Regions from separate parts of the Gossypium arboreum genome. Here regions 1 and 2 are each linked to region 3. The links are chromatin contacts, called in public Hi-C maps. All regions are on one chromosome and are shown on one strand. The core of a region is the stretch at or near the end of the contact, and the rest is flanking DNA. Distances in the headings are between cores, read along the strand shown.

Region 1 (3,952 bases), core at 1,308-3,807, 200 kb before region 3:
TTGAACTTTGAAATGGCATGTATAGGACTACCCGTTTTGTTGTTGGTCATGGACCCTTTGGTTTCGTATAAATTTGGATAGCCATGCGAAAATGGCTTATATACACTTTGAGCTTAGTATTATAATCGTCTTGTATGATGTTCATTAAGAGGTATGGAAATGTTTGGGAACGATTAGCCGTTGGAATGGTTAATCATGATCATATTTTGTGCTATATATGCTAAAGGGCTAGTTGAATCATGAAAACTATGTAATAGGTAAAGTCTACCTTAAAAATAGATGCTGATAGCAGCAGTGACGTGAATGTGAAAAATCACTAAAAATAGTAGGAATGGAATTAAATAGTGAATAAATTATGTAATCGAACCTTGATGAATCTATTTTCATAGGAAAGTAACGAAACGATCATATGAGCAGTATATTATGAGATATTTAAGTTTTCGTGGAACAGGGCCAGAGCGATTTCTGGATCCCCTGATCTGACTTTGGAAATTCATTATAAATTAACCAGAGATAATTAGAAGTCATGCCATATATGTATAGATTCCTTTTTGAGTCTAGTTTCTATAGAAACAAACGGTATCAGTATTGAAGTCCTGTACAGGGAGATATCCAAGTCGTAGTGTGTGAAGGTCAGAGTAGTCAAACCCTGAAACAGGGGAGACTTTAACTAATAAACTGTACTAATTGGCTAGACCAAAAATTCTAGAAAAAAATTTGTAGATGGATATATGAGTCTAGTTTCAGGAAAAATTTACGAAACTGGTTTTCGAGTTTTGAAACTCAAGATATGATTTTTAAGGAGACAGTGATGCAGTAACCAGCTTGTCTGAAAATTTTTATATGGACTGTGAAAATAAGTGAATTTAGTTTGTGAACCCCTCGTGTCCGACTCCGGTAACGGTCTCGGGTACGGGGTGTTACATTATTACTCGTAGAAATTATGGACGTTTGAAACTAGTACTTTGATTTGTTTAGCTTAAATTAATGATGACTTTTTGAACTGCTAGTTCTGATATTTTTGATGATTAGATTATGAGATTATAAGTGCATGATGACTTAGTAAGTGTACGGTTGAGTTGAATGCCTTGTTTCGATGGTACTTTTGCTATCTGATGCAAAGGTATCGATAATCGGGCATTAGTATCGATACCTCCATGATATTACGATTGTGCAGAAAGTTAGTAACTCAATTTGGTATCTATACCATGTCTCGAGTATCGATACTCAGGGTAGAATTACTGATACTTTTTGATAGGGTATTGATAGTTTGCTGGTTTGAATTTTTGCAGAGAAACAAAATGTTGATTTGGTATTGATTTTCTAAGTGGTATTGATACCATCTATGAGAATTATCGATAGCATTGAATGAGTATCGATACCTACGCGATTTATTTTGAATTTTTGTTAAGTAGCCTTAAAGCATGTTTCTATTTTGTTATAAGCCCGTTTGATGTATGTCCAGCATGATTTAATGTCGCCTAGGATATTTATGACTTACAATATCTATAAATGTTCAAATTTGATGATGTTCGCATGCCAATGAGACGTTCTATAATATGTGATACTGTGATGGTAGTGTAGCGTCCTTTTACTTGCACTCGACAACTGGGTCAAGTATAAGGTGTTACAGCGCTTAAGCATGTTCAAAATTACATTCTCTCAATTATTGCAATAGCAATAATGTGAATTAAGCTAAAACTTAAACAAAGAAAGTAAATATAAATGGAAGATTATGAAAAAATCTTTCACAAACTTGCAGCATTTTTTTTTTAAATGCCAAAAGGTTTTTTGACCTATTTCGAGCCCCACTTTGGTAATATGGCTCCCGCTTGCAAAAATTTTTTGCGTTTCCAAAAGTGGAAGCCATACACTATTGGGTGAAGGCTATAGGCCCCATGAGCCACTCATAAAGTAGCAAACTTAAGCATTTATTTATTGCCTTTCCTCTTTCTGGAACAGGACAAAGGCCATATAGTTAACATATTTGGATCAACTTTAGGCCATATTATACCAGCATCATATAAGATCCGAAACTGGTAGTATTTTAATGAGTCTGCCTTTCCTGATAAGGCCTGATAAAACAGTGAGAGACTTTTAGGCCCATTTTCCATCTCACTTCTCTCCATATTATTGGTAAATATATAGAATTAGATATAGAAATATGCCCATGACTATTCATAAATCATATAGTAGTGAGTTGAGAGGTTTGGAGAGTAATGATGGGGTTTTATGTTGCTTGATTAACAACCAAGTGGTCTATCATTAACATTGCCACAGAAGCTAACTTAAATTGTTCTCCAAGACATTGAGGCTTAGTTTTATGTTTTAAGACTAAATGATATTATAGGAGAGAATGTGCAAAAACAAACATGTCTTGGATAATATTATTGCATTGTCTGAGAGAGAGCATGGCTGGCCTCCATTTTTTCGACTTTCCAAAGAACAGCATCATATTTTTATTGGTCATTATGGGACCCCCCTCATCTACTTTATACAACAGCATTGTTTTACTTTTTATCAAAATAGCCCTTCTAGGAGCTTCCCTTTTGAGTGCAAAGGTTGTAACTTTTACTCACTGTCATGAATCCAACAGGAAACGACTAGATATCGGAACTTGTTTCAACACACATGTGCACCACTTCAAGCACCGAAAGGAAACAAAAATCAGCAACATCTGTTGGTTCCAAACATAACATGAAATAAAAATAGCATTTAAGACAGTGAAATCGATGTCACCAAGAGAAGTTCCATGGAAGTTAAATAAGAACATGGTGTTGTTATTCCAGTATCATGTTATCTGCTCATTCATTCTTTTCCATGTTTCATCAGCCTCATTATCTCCGCCTGCAATTTTCCTTCTACAGTTCTTTAACAGCCTCCCAAAACACACTCAACTTCTGTTACCATGGAATCAATCCGATTCTCCATCTCCAAACTCTCATTGCCAATGGGCTGGAGTGTCTTGCTACTCCAAAAAGAGCTTTCAGGTCAGAGCCTTGAATCTATCAGGCTTCGGGCTGTCTGGTGTATTGAGCAACTCTGTTCCTCATCTTTGCCTCCACCAGCGTATGCTCTCCCTTGACCTCAGTGGCAACAGTTTCAGTGGTAATATACCTCAAATTCTGGGGAACTGCAGCCAACTAAATACCATTCTTCTCAATGATAACGGCTTTGAAGGATCAATCCCTCACCAAATTTTCATGTCAAAGTGGCTTAGGAAGATTGACTTGGGTTATAACTCACTCTCTGGTGGAATCCCCCCTGAGGTAAGTCTTTGCATCAATCTGGAATATATTGGTCTCTACAACAACTTTCTAAGTGGTGTGGTTCCGGGTGAAATGTTTTCTCTACCAAATCTGAAGTTCCTCTATTTAAACACAAATAACCTCACTGGTTCGGTACCTGATTTCCCACCTTCATGTACAATTCTTGATTTCTGGATTCACGAGAATGGATTTTCGGGTTCTTTGCCTCGTACCCTCGGAAACTGCTATAACCTTACAACATTTATAGCATCCTACAACAAATTCCAAGGGGTCATTCCACCAGAGACTTTTGAGGGGCTTTTGCAACTTGAAGTTCTCTATCTTGGTGAAAACAATGTGGAGGGCGAAATTCCGAACACTTTGTGGAGTTTGCAGAACTTGCAAGAACTTATTCTGTCAGGGAACAAGCTTAATGGAACTATTTCTGAGAGGATTGCTCAATGCAATCAGCTTGTGGCAATTGCACTTTCAGGAAATAATCTGGTTGGTCCCATTCCTCGGTCAATAGGAAATCTTACAGGTTTAGCTAATTTATTTATTTATAACAACAAACTTAATGGCTCATTACCTCCTGAGCTTGGAAACTGCACTTCACTTGTTGAACTCAGGCTTCAGCATAACTTCATTGGAGGAAGCATCCCTCCAGAAATTTGCAATCTCAAGAATCTTGAGGTTCTTTTTCT
Region 2 (4,346 bases), core at 76-2,575, 170 kb after region 3:
CTGGAGATATGTCAGGTTTGTAATATTATGCCAACAAAGCTTGTTGCCAATTTTACTATTAAACTGTGCATTAGTATATATGGTAAAATATAATTTATTGGAAGGGAATGAAAAATTAAATACTTATAGGGTAATAAATTTGTTACACGACTATATCAGTGTTAATTGTATCAATGTTATAGATTTTAATTGAGCATTAAATTTTAGTCCATCGAATTCCATTAATTATATTTTAGTAAATTTTTCGAGATACTGCTTGCAAATTGGTGGAACAAAATTATTTATGGTTATTTTTATAATTGTATTATGATGTTGTAATTAAATATAAAATGAAAATAAAAAGAAATTCAATTATAATCCAAATATTTTTTATTGATAAAAATGCGATGATGGAAAATCCAAGTACTGGTGCTGTTGGTGATCCTTGCGATGATGGGGATCGGAACACCAAGAAAGTTCGTTTCAAAGAAGTGGTTGCTGGAGAGAGACTAATATGGCTGTAGATTCAAATCAACAGCCGATGATGTCATTCAAAGATAAACTTTTGGGGGTTGGTCTGTCTTACCCCGATGGGTACCCTATAAGAAACGAGTGTGATCTTGTTTTACAGGATGGAGATGTTAACATGTCAATGGTTAATGGGATCCCGACAATCACTTTTTTGGATCGCATCAAAGACATACTGTTCAAAGAGATAGAATCGACTGTTATTCTTAAATTGCTCGAGCGTAACATTGGTTATAACGTGCTATACAACCGTATCCTTAATCTATGAAAATCGGTCAATTATTTTCACTTAATGGATATTACTAATGGGTATTTTTTGGTGAAATTTCAGGAAATGGAAGATTACAATAAAGTTCTAACCCAGGGACCTTGGATTATTTTCGGGCAATACCTCACTGTACAAACATGGACGAAAACTTTTAATCCAGAGCAGCCCTATCCCAGTGTGGTGTTGGCTTAGATTCGCTTGCCGGGCCTCCCGGGTTATCTGTACAAGAGACAAATCATTGAAGCTATTGGCGGAGTAATAGGGAAAGTTGTTAAACTAGACCTACAAGCCGACAACAGAACCCGGGGACGTTTTGCTCGTTTAGTAGTGTTCATTAATCTGGACGAACCACTTACCTCTAAAGTCTTGGTGGATGGAGTAATCCAACGAGTTGAGTATGAGGCACTTCCGACGGTTTGTTTCAGTTGCGGGAAATACGAACATGTTAAAGATCTATGCCCGTCGGTAGGGTTTAAGGTGGCTTTGGACAGGTCGGGGACTGAGGAAATGGTGGCTTCCGGTGATGGAGTGGGAGATGACAATGATGGAAAGGGAGTCGATTATGGACCTTGGATGTTGGTCGAGAGAAAATCCCGGCGGGGTAAACGAGATTCTCGGGCTAGTGGAGATGCGAAATCTGGAAAGGACTCTTTGCGATCTAGGTTTGCACCGCTAATGGTGGATGGTGGCTCAGGGGGAGATGTTAATGGAGTTAATGGGGGGATTTTGAGTGAAAAGGAAAACAGTTGTGCGGTTAATAGGGTTCTTTCTAAAGAAGATTCGGGCCTTTTAGTTGATTTGGGTCGTGGAACTGAGGGGATGTTTAATAAGTTGGCTAGGCCTATTGTGGGCTCAAGAGAGAGTGGGTCGAATTTTGTTGGGCTAAGTTTATTTAGGGGAGACAAAATTTCTAAGTCTTTGGGGAAAAAGCCTGTAGGGTCTGATGGGTTAATACAAAAAGACAAGGACCAGTCAAATAAATTGCCCAACTCTAATTCAATTTCTTTTTTGCCGTCTGCAAGTTCAATGCGTTTGTTGGGGGGTGAGGCACAGATAAGTGGGAAAATGGATTTTTAGCATGGTGGGCTGAGTAAAGAAAGGACTGGACCTGACGGTCTATTACCGCTTAATGGGTTATCTATTGGTGGTATTGAGAAGCCCTCATTAAATAGACAAAATTCTAGTCTAAATAAATAGTATTTAAATAGTTTTTCTACTAATGGTTTATTTGAACAGGAAATTGTGGAGGTACATTCGGGTTCTTCTGGAAACATGGGGAATAATTTAGTTCTTAATAATCCTATGTTTGAAGGCCCTACTAAATCAGTGGTTAAATTAGACGAGACAATTTTAGACCCAAAACACCATTCGGCCTTTAGTTTTAATGATAATATTGCAACTAAAACATCAAAAGGTAATAAGAAAAATATTTTAGTTAGTACTAATAAATTTTTTCTATTTCCAGAGGACGTGGTTCGGATAAGAAAATAGGTAATAATCGGGGTGGAACTTCCCTTAATCGCTCGTTTAAGGATGAATGAGGTAGATTAAAAAATGCTGGAATTTCTCGAATTCCTTTGACAGAAGCTATTAGTTCTATGGTGAATCTTGTCAACTCGCAAGTTGGGCATGGAGCAAAAAGGATGGTAGGCAGTACTGAGGGACAGACCGCTGGTCCTGGGTCCACATCTACATGAGTTGATGATTTTCCTACTTTTTGTTACTTTTAATATTATGATGAATTTTACTATTTTTTGTTGGAATTGTCAAGGTTTGTGCTGGTTTGAAATTTCCTCGTATTTTTTGGAAGTATAATAAAGAACATAAACCTGATTTAGTTGGCCTCTTAGAAATAAGAGTAAGTGGTTCTAAAGCGGATTCTGTCATTGCTAAGCTTGGTTTTGACTTTTCGCATCGGGTGGAGGCTGTGGGTTTCTTAGGGGGAATTTGGATAGGATGGAAGGATACCATCTCTGTTGATATTTTGGGTAACCATTCCCAATTCATTCTTCTTAAAATTTCTAGGAAGTCATATTGGCAACCGGTGTTGGTCACTTTTGTTTATGGAATCCTAATAGTCAAAAGCAGAAACAGTTATGGGATGTTCTCAAGCATACAGTACCGATGGATGAGACTCCAAGGCTCGCGATTGGTGATTTCAATGTTATTTTAGATTCGAGGGAAAAAAGAGGTGGCCGGGTCATTGGGAAAAGGTGCGCTCTCTTTAGTGAGTTCATGGATTCCATGGGTTTACATGATTTGGGGTTTAGTGGTCCCAACTTTACTTGGAATAGAGGGGAAGTTTTTGAGAGATTGGATAGGGCAATTTGTAATGATGCTTGGAGCCTAAAATTCCCCTTATCCAAAGTTCTACATCTGCAGAAGCTAAAATCTGATCATAGACCTATCAAATTATCTATTTTGCTAGAGGTTCAGCCTTCCTCTAGAAGACCTTTTCGTTTCTTGGCTGGTTGGGTTGAAAATCAAGGGTTTTCCGAGTTTATTAAAGATAATTGGAGCTTTATGGGTGATATGATGACTACTCACGCTACCTTCACTGATAAAGTGAAATTATGGAATAAGGAGGTTTATGGACACATTATGCAGCGAAAGATTTTTTTGAAGAAAAAACTAGATAATGTCCAAAAGGTGATTGATCGAAGAAGCTCGACTTTTTTACAGCAGGTTGAGTTAGAAATCCACAAAGAGCTTGAATCAGTGTTGCATCATGAGGAACTCTTGTGGAAGCAGAAGGCTAGGTGTGATTGGTTAGTTTTTGGGGATCGTAACACAAGATTTTTCCATAGGCGAACTCTTCAGAGAAGGAAACAAAATCGTATTCTAGCTCTGAAAAATCAAACGGGAGAGTGGGTTATCGACGAAGAAGAATTGAAGCAGGAAACGGTCAATTTCTATAAAAATCTTTATGGGGAGCAATTTAGAAAAATAGGAAATCTTGGGGAAGGTGTTTTCCCGCGTCTAGCCAGTGAGGAGATTAAAAAGGCACTTTTTGACATGGCCCCTTTAAAAGCACCCGGTAGTGATGGATTACACACTATATTCTATCAGAGTCAATGGGAGTCTGTTGGACCTTCGATCTGTGAATGGATCAAGAAGATTTTCTCTGGTGACAACATTGAACTAGACCTTAATAATTCCCTTATTGTCCTAATTCCTAAAGTACAGCACCTGGAATGCCTTTCGCAGTTTCGCCTGATCAGCGTTTGTTCGATCCTTTACAAGCTTGTGATGAAGGTCATTGCTAACAGATTTAAAATGGTCTTTCCGAAGTTCATAGGACCTGAACAAGCCGGATTCGTAGCAGGAAGGAACATTAATGACAATATCATCATCGCGCAGGAAGTTATTCATTCCATGAAGAGCAAGCAAAAAAATAAAAAATGGATGGCCATTAAAATTGACCTTGAAAAGGCCTATGATCGTGTTCGGTGGGATTTCATCGACGCTTCTTTTCAGGCTGCAGGTATTCCTGACTTTCTTCGTAATGTTATTATGTCCTCCATTTCTAATTCAACGATGCAGGTACTTTGGAATGGAGTGTCTTCTCAGA
Region 3 (4,054 bases), core at 4-2,503:
CACCATTCTCATAATAGAATTTAATTTTAAGATTAAAATACCTTACCTCATATATGGTTCTCTCATCTGACTGTCCCAACTTTGATCTGTCCATTTCCTGCATGTCACAATAGAAGAAAACATACAATGAACATCAATGGTCTATCGAATACAGCAATAATAATCTTTCGCCACTTAACCAATATAACTTGATGCTCAATTCTGCCCTTCAGAGCTGGACATTTCCTTACAGCACTAAACACAAAACACTTAACTCTTGGGATCATATAAACACTTAGACCATTTGAATTAAACCCAATTAACATTCCTAATTATTTCAACCAACAATGGGACAATCTTTTCATCAACGTAACCCCCTTTTTTTAATTAATGCGCCAAAATGCTACAATTTTGAGCAGAAGTTGGTTCATAAATGACTCCATCAAAAAGTCCGAGCCAAATTCTATTACTAATAAACTCACTAAGTGAAAAATAATAGCGTTACTTAATAATGAAAACTCGAAGTGTATACAACCAAGAGAGCAAGAAAAGAATAAGAAAAGAAAAAGATAAACCCTAATTTTTTTGGTTAACACATGTGAAGAATCCCAAACACTAGAAGTTAAAACCAAATCAAACCCGGTAACTGTTTTTTACTTGCTCATAGGAGCCAAACAAAAGGAATGTTCGTTCTGAATCCAACATTCTCTCAGAACTCAAATAATGCCAAAAAGCGAAGATATTCATCAAAAATGAAATTACCACTTCATCCCCATGGCTACGAACCAGGTGATGGTCGGAAACGGCACGCCACTCCTTACGCGACGATGACGACATTGGGAGCGCACCGCCCCGTGCGGCGGCAACAGCGGCCGCTGCCTCCATTGAATCAGAATGCCCGACACTACACCAACTATCTCACTTTCTCTCTATCTGCAAAAAGCAGACCCAAAAAGAAAAATGGAAAAGAAAAAAAAAACCTAGGGTTTTTCAATTTTCAATTAAATAAATAAACCAAACCCTAGAACTGAATAAAATTAAAAGAAAAGATCGCAAATGATAAAAGAGAAAGAGATGGAGAACAATGGGGGAAGTTGGGTTTTAATTTAAAGATTGGAATTTGGAGGGTTTTTGGAGAAAATTTTTAGTTTAGTTCGATAAATAATAGTGAGATTTTAACGCAACGGAGAGCGAGAGAGATGATTGGGTGTGTGAACTTTCGACCGGGTAAGGCTCCCGCCATTTATAGTGCAACTTCGTCCACAATAGGATCCAATCACGCTTTCTGGTCGCGCGTGTCCTGCACTTTTCTGGTCTACCAGTACTAGTAGTAGTCAATATTTTTGTCACACTGCTTCATGCACTATGAATTTTGCTAAATGGTTTTTATACCGCATTTTATAAGAGTATCTAATTTACATTGCAATCTAATTTACATTGCAAGAGTTTATTTGCGTGTATTAATTAAAATATTATTTCATAAAATAATGAAAATTATTTATAATTTTATAAAGAAATATTGTATTACAACTTTTAAATTAATTTTAATATGAAAATAATATTTTATAGAATAGTAACAAAAGGTGTATAGAGTTGTTAAAAAAGAAATACCATTTTTAGAAACAAAATGACATTCTATTAAGGTTTTTCTTAAATTAAATTATAATGTTACATACATTGCATGTAATTTTATGGGTTTAATTTTTAATTAGTTTTAAATAACTCATTTTTACTTATTGTTATCTATCATTGGTAATGATAATTCTCTTAATTTTTAAATAATATGCAAATTTGAAACTATATGAGAAAGTAAGCTATAATGGTAATTTGAAAAAAATAAAGGGTAAATTACATTAACAGTCACTCAACTTTGAGGTAGCTAACAAAACAGTCACCTAGGTTTCATTTCAATCACTCAACTTTTGAAAAATAACAAAACAGTCACTAACGTTATAAAAAAGTGACAAAATAGTCACTGATTAACAATTTCCATTAGTGTCTTAACGTGACAGCTGATGTGGGCAGTTAATTTGCCACGTTGGATGTCCATAGTGGAAACCCACCCAATTTAAGAAGAAATTGAAAAAAAAAACCTAAAAAACCCCTGAATAACAGAGAAGAAGAAGTGACTGTAAAAAAAAGTCTTCTTTTTCCTTTGTTGGTTCTGTTAAAGATGAAACCTTGCTTCAAAGATGTAACTTTCCAACAACATGTGTATTAAAAGAACAAGTTTCATTAAAGAATGAATGCAAGGTATTTGCTCGAATGCTTGAAAGAACTAGTATCGGTGTCAACATATCTTCGCGAAACTGGAATTGGGGAAAATGGTGATTATGCTAGAAATGGTTTGGACATTAGTCATTTGATTAGCATTCTAAAGTTTTGTGGTGGTGAAGGATATTTAGAATTTGGAAGGACTTACCATGGTTTGATTATAAAGACTGGACTTGATGGGGATGAGTTTTGTAAATACCAACCTTATTGATATGTAAGCTAAATGTGGAGACATAGATAGTGCAGTTATGGTATTTAATCAGATGCCTCATCTAGATGTTGCTTTATGTAATTGTTTGATTTCTAGTTATGCTAATTGTGGATTATTTGAAGAAGCTTTTAGGTTGTTCATGAATTATGAAAGCTGGGGTAACAAGCTTAATTCTTATACATACTCATTTATGCTAGCAATTTGTGGAATCCTTTCAACTACCGAAGAAGGAAAACAGCTCCATGCTCAAGTTGTGAAGATGTAATATTTATCAGAAACAATTGTGAGTAATGGACTTTTGACAATGTTTTCCAAGTGTGAGTCGATGGCGGATGCTGAATCACTATTTGAATGGCTTCCGCAAAGGAATATTGTTTACTCGTAGAATATTCTTCTTCTTCTTCTTCTTCTTCTTCTTCTTCTTCTTCTTCTTCTTCTTCTTCTTCTTCTTCTTCTTCTTCTTCTTCTTCTTCTTCTTCTTCTTCTTCTATTATTAAGGGGGTTTTTAGGTTTTTTTTTTCAATTTATTCTTAAATTTAATGGGTTTCAATTGTGGACATCTAACGTGGTAAGTTAACTAGCCACATCAGCTAGTTAACTTGCCACATCAAAAGTCTCGTTAAGACTGTAACAGCCTGATTTTGGGTCTAGCTGGAACAGTGGTTTCAGGACTACAAATTCGACACAGAAAAATTTATCTTTCTTATATTTTTATGGTCTACATTTTTTTGGAATAATTTTGTGAAAATTTTGTTCGAAAATTTTGATGTTTGAGCATTCAATTTAGCAAAAAGGACTAAATTGCAAAAAGTGAAAAACTTGAGTTCTAGAAGCTAGAGGTGTCTAATTGCTATGAAATTTTAAATTGAAGGTCCTTAAATGGTAATTAGACCATTTGTTAAGTTAGTGGACAAAAATGGACATGAAGTAAGAGAAATTCTATGTTTTAAGAAAAGGGCATTTTAGTCATTTGGTAATTAAATGAATTAAAAAGAAAAAAACAAGCCAAAATCTTGTCCATCTTCTTCTCTCATGGTTGAATATCCCTAAGGAAGACATATCTAGGGTTTGTTCATCTGCCAAGCTCGATTTTAAGTCCGTTCTAGCCCTGTTTTTAATGATTTTCATGTTTTTGAGATCCTTAGAACCTAATCTAGCTTATTCAAGGACTAATTTGAAAGAAATATGAAGTTTAAAATTTTACCCATGTTAGATATTTGCGTATTTTGATGTATAATAGTAGAAAATAAATGTTTGGTGTTAGATAAACAACATTTACTAGGTGATTTTTGATGAAAATGTAAAAAAAGGACCTATTTATAAAAGTTACAAAAATGAGTAGTAGAAGTGTGATTAAATGAAAAATGTGGGCTGCTGTGAGTATGAAAATGGTTCGGCTAGGGTTGGGTTTTGAAGAAATGGAATACATTTCATTTTACGAGCCTATAGACTAAATTGTAAAAATGTAAAATATTAGGGGCAAAAATGTAATTTTACCATAATATGATTTTTGGATTGAATTGAATAATGTGAGTATTAAATGAGTTAAATTTGTTATTATAGATCAAGAAAAACGAGGTTCAAACCTAG

What was found. Hi-C and Micro-C count contacts between places; a contact is called where the count stands out from the background.
Region 1: a Hi-C map of leaf shows a contact between it and region 3, with 6 times the contacts expected there. The contact joins the promoter of LOC108472171 here to the promoter of LOC108467107 in region 3. A contact is called at or near these places in 2 of 5 Hi-C or Micro-C datasets (both in leaf).
Region 2: a contact with region 3 is called in a Hi-C map of leaf, with 2.8 times the contacts expected there. The contact joins the enhancer-like site here to the promoter of LOC108467107 in region 3. A contact is called at or near these places in 2 of 5 Hi-C or Micro-C datasets (both in leaf).

What each region holds. Positions count from the first base shown.
Region 1 is chr8:58,468,056-58,472,007 of ASM2569848v2, forward strand. LOC108472171 (leucine-rich repeat receptor-like protein kinase PEPR1) reads left to right here and starts at 2,558. Exons shown (of 2, transcript XM_017773681.2): 1 at 2,558-3,952. The coding sequence starts at 2,733.
Region 2 is chr8:58,842,991-58,847,336 of ASM2569848v2, forward strand. No RefSeq gene overlaps it. Among protein-coding and RNA genes, the nearest start is that of LOC128279813, 91 kb to the right of the region's middle. Within about 2 kb of position 1,326, at least 2 of the 2 cell types and tissues checked have an H3K27ac peak or open chromatin away from gene starts, as enhancers often do. A contact at or near this core is called in leaf, where this site is marked.
Region 3 is chr8:58,673,391-58,677,444 of ASM2569848v2, forward strand. LOC108467107 reads right to left here and starts at 1,254. Exons shown (of 15, transcript XM_017767621.2): 1 at 742-1,254; 2 at 47-97. The coding sequence starts at 864.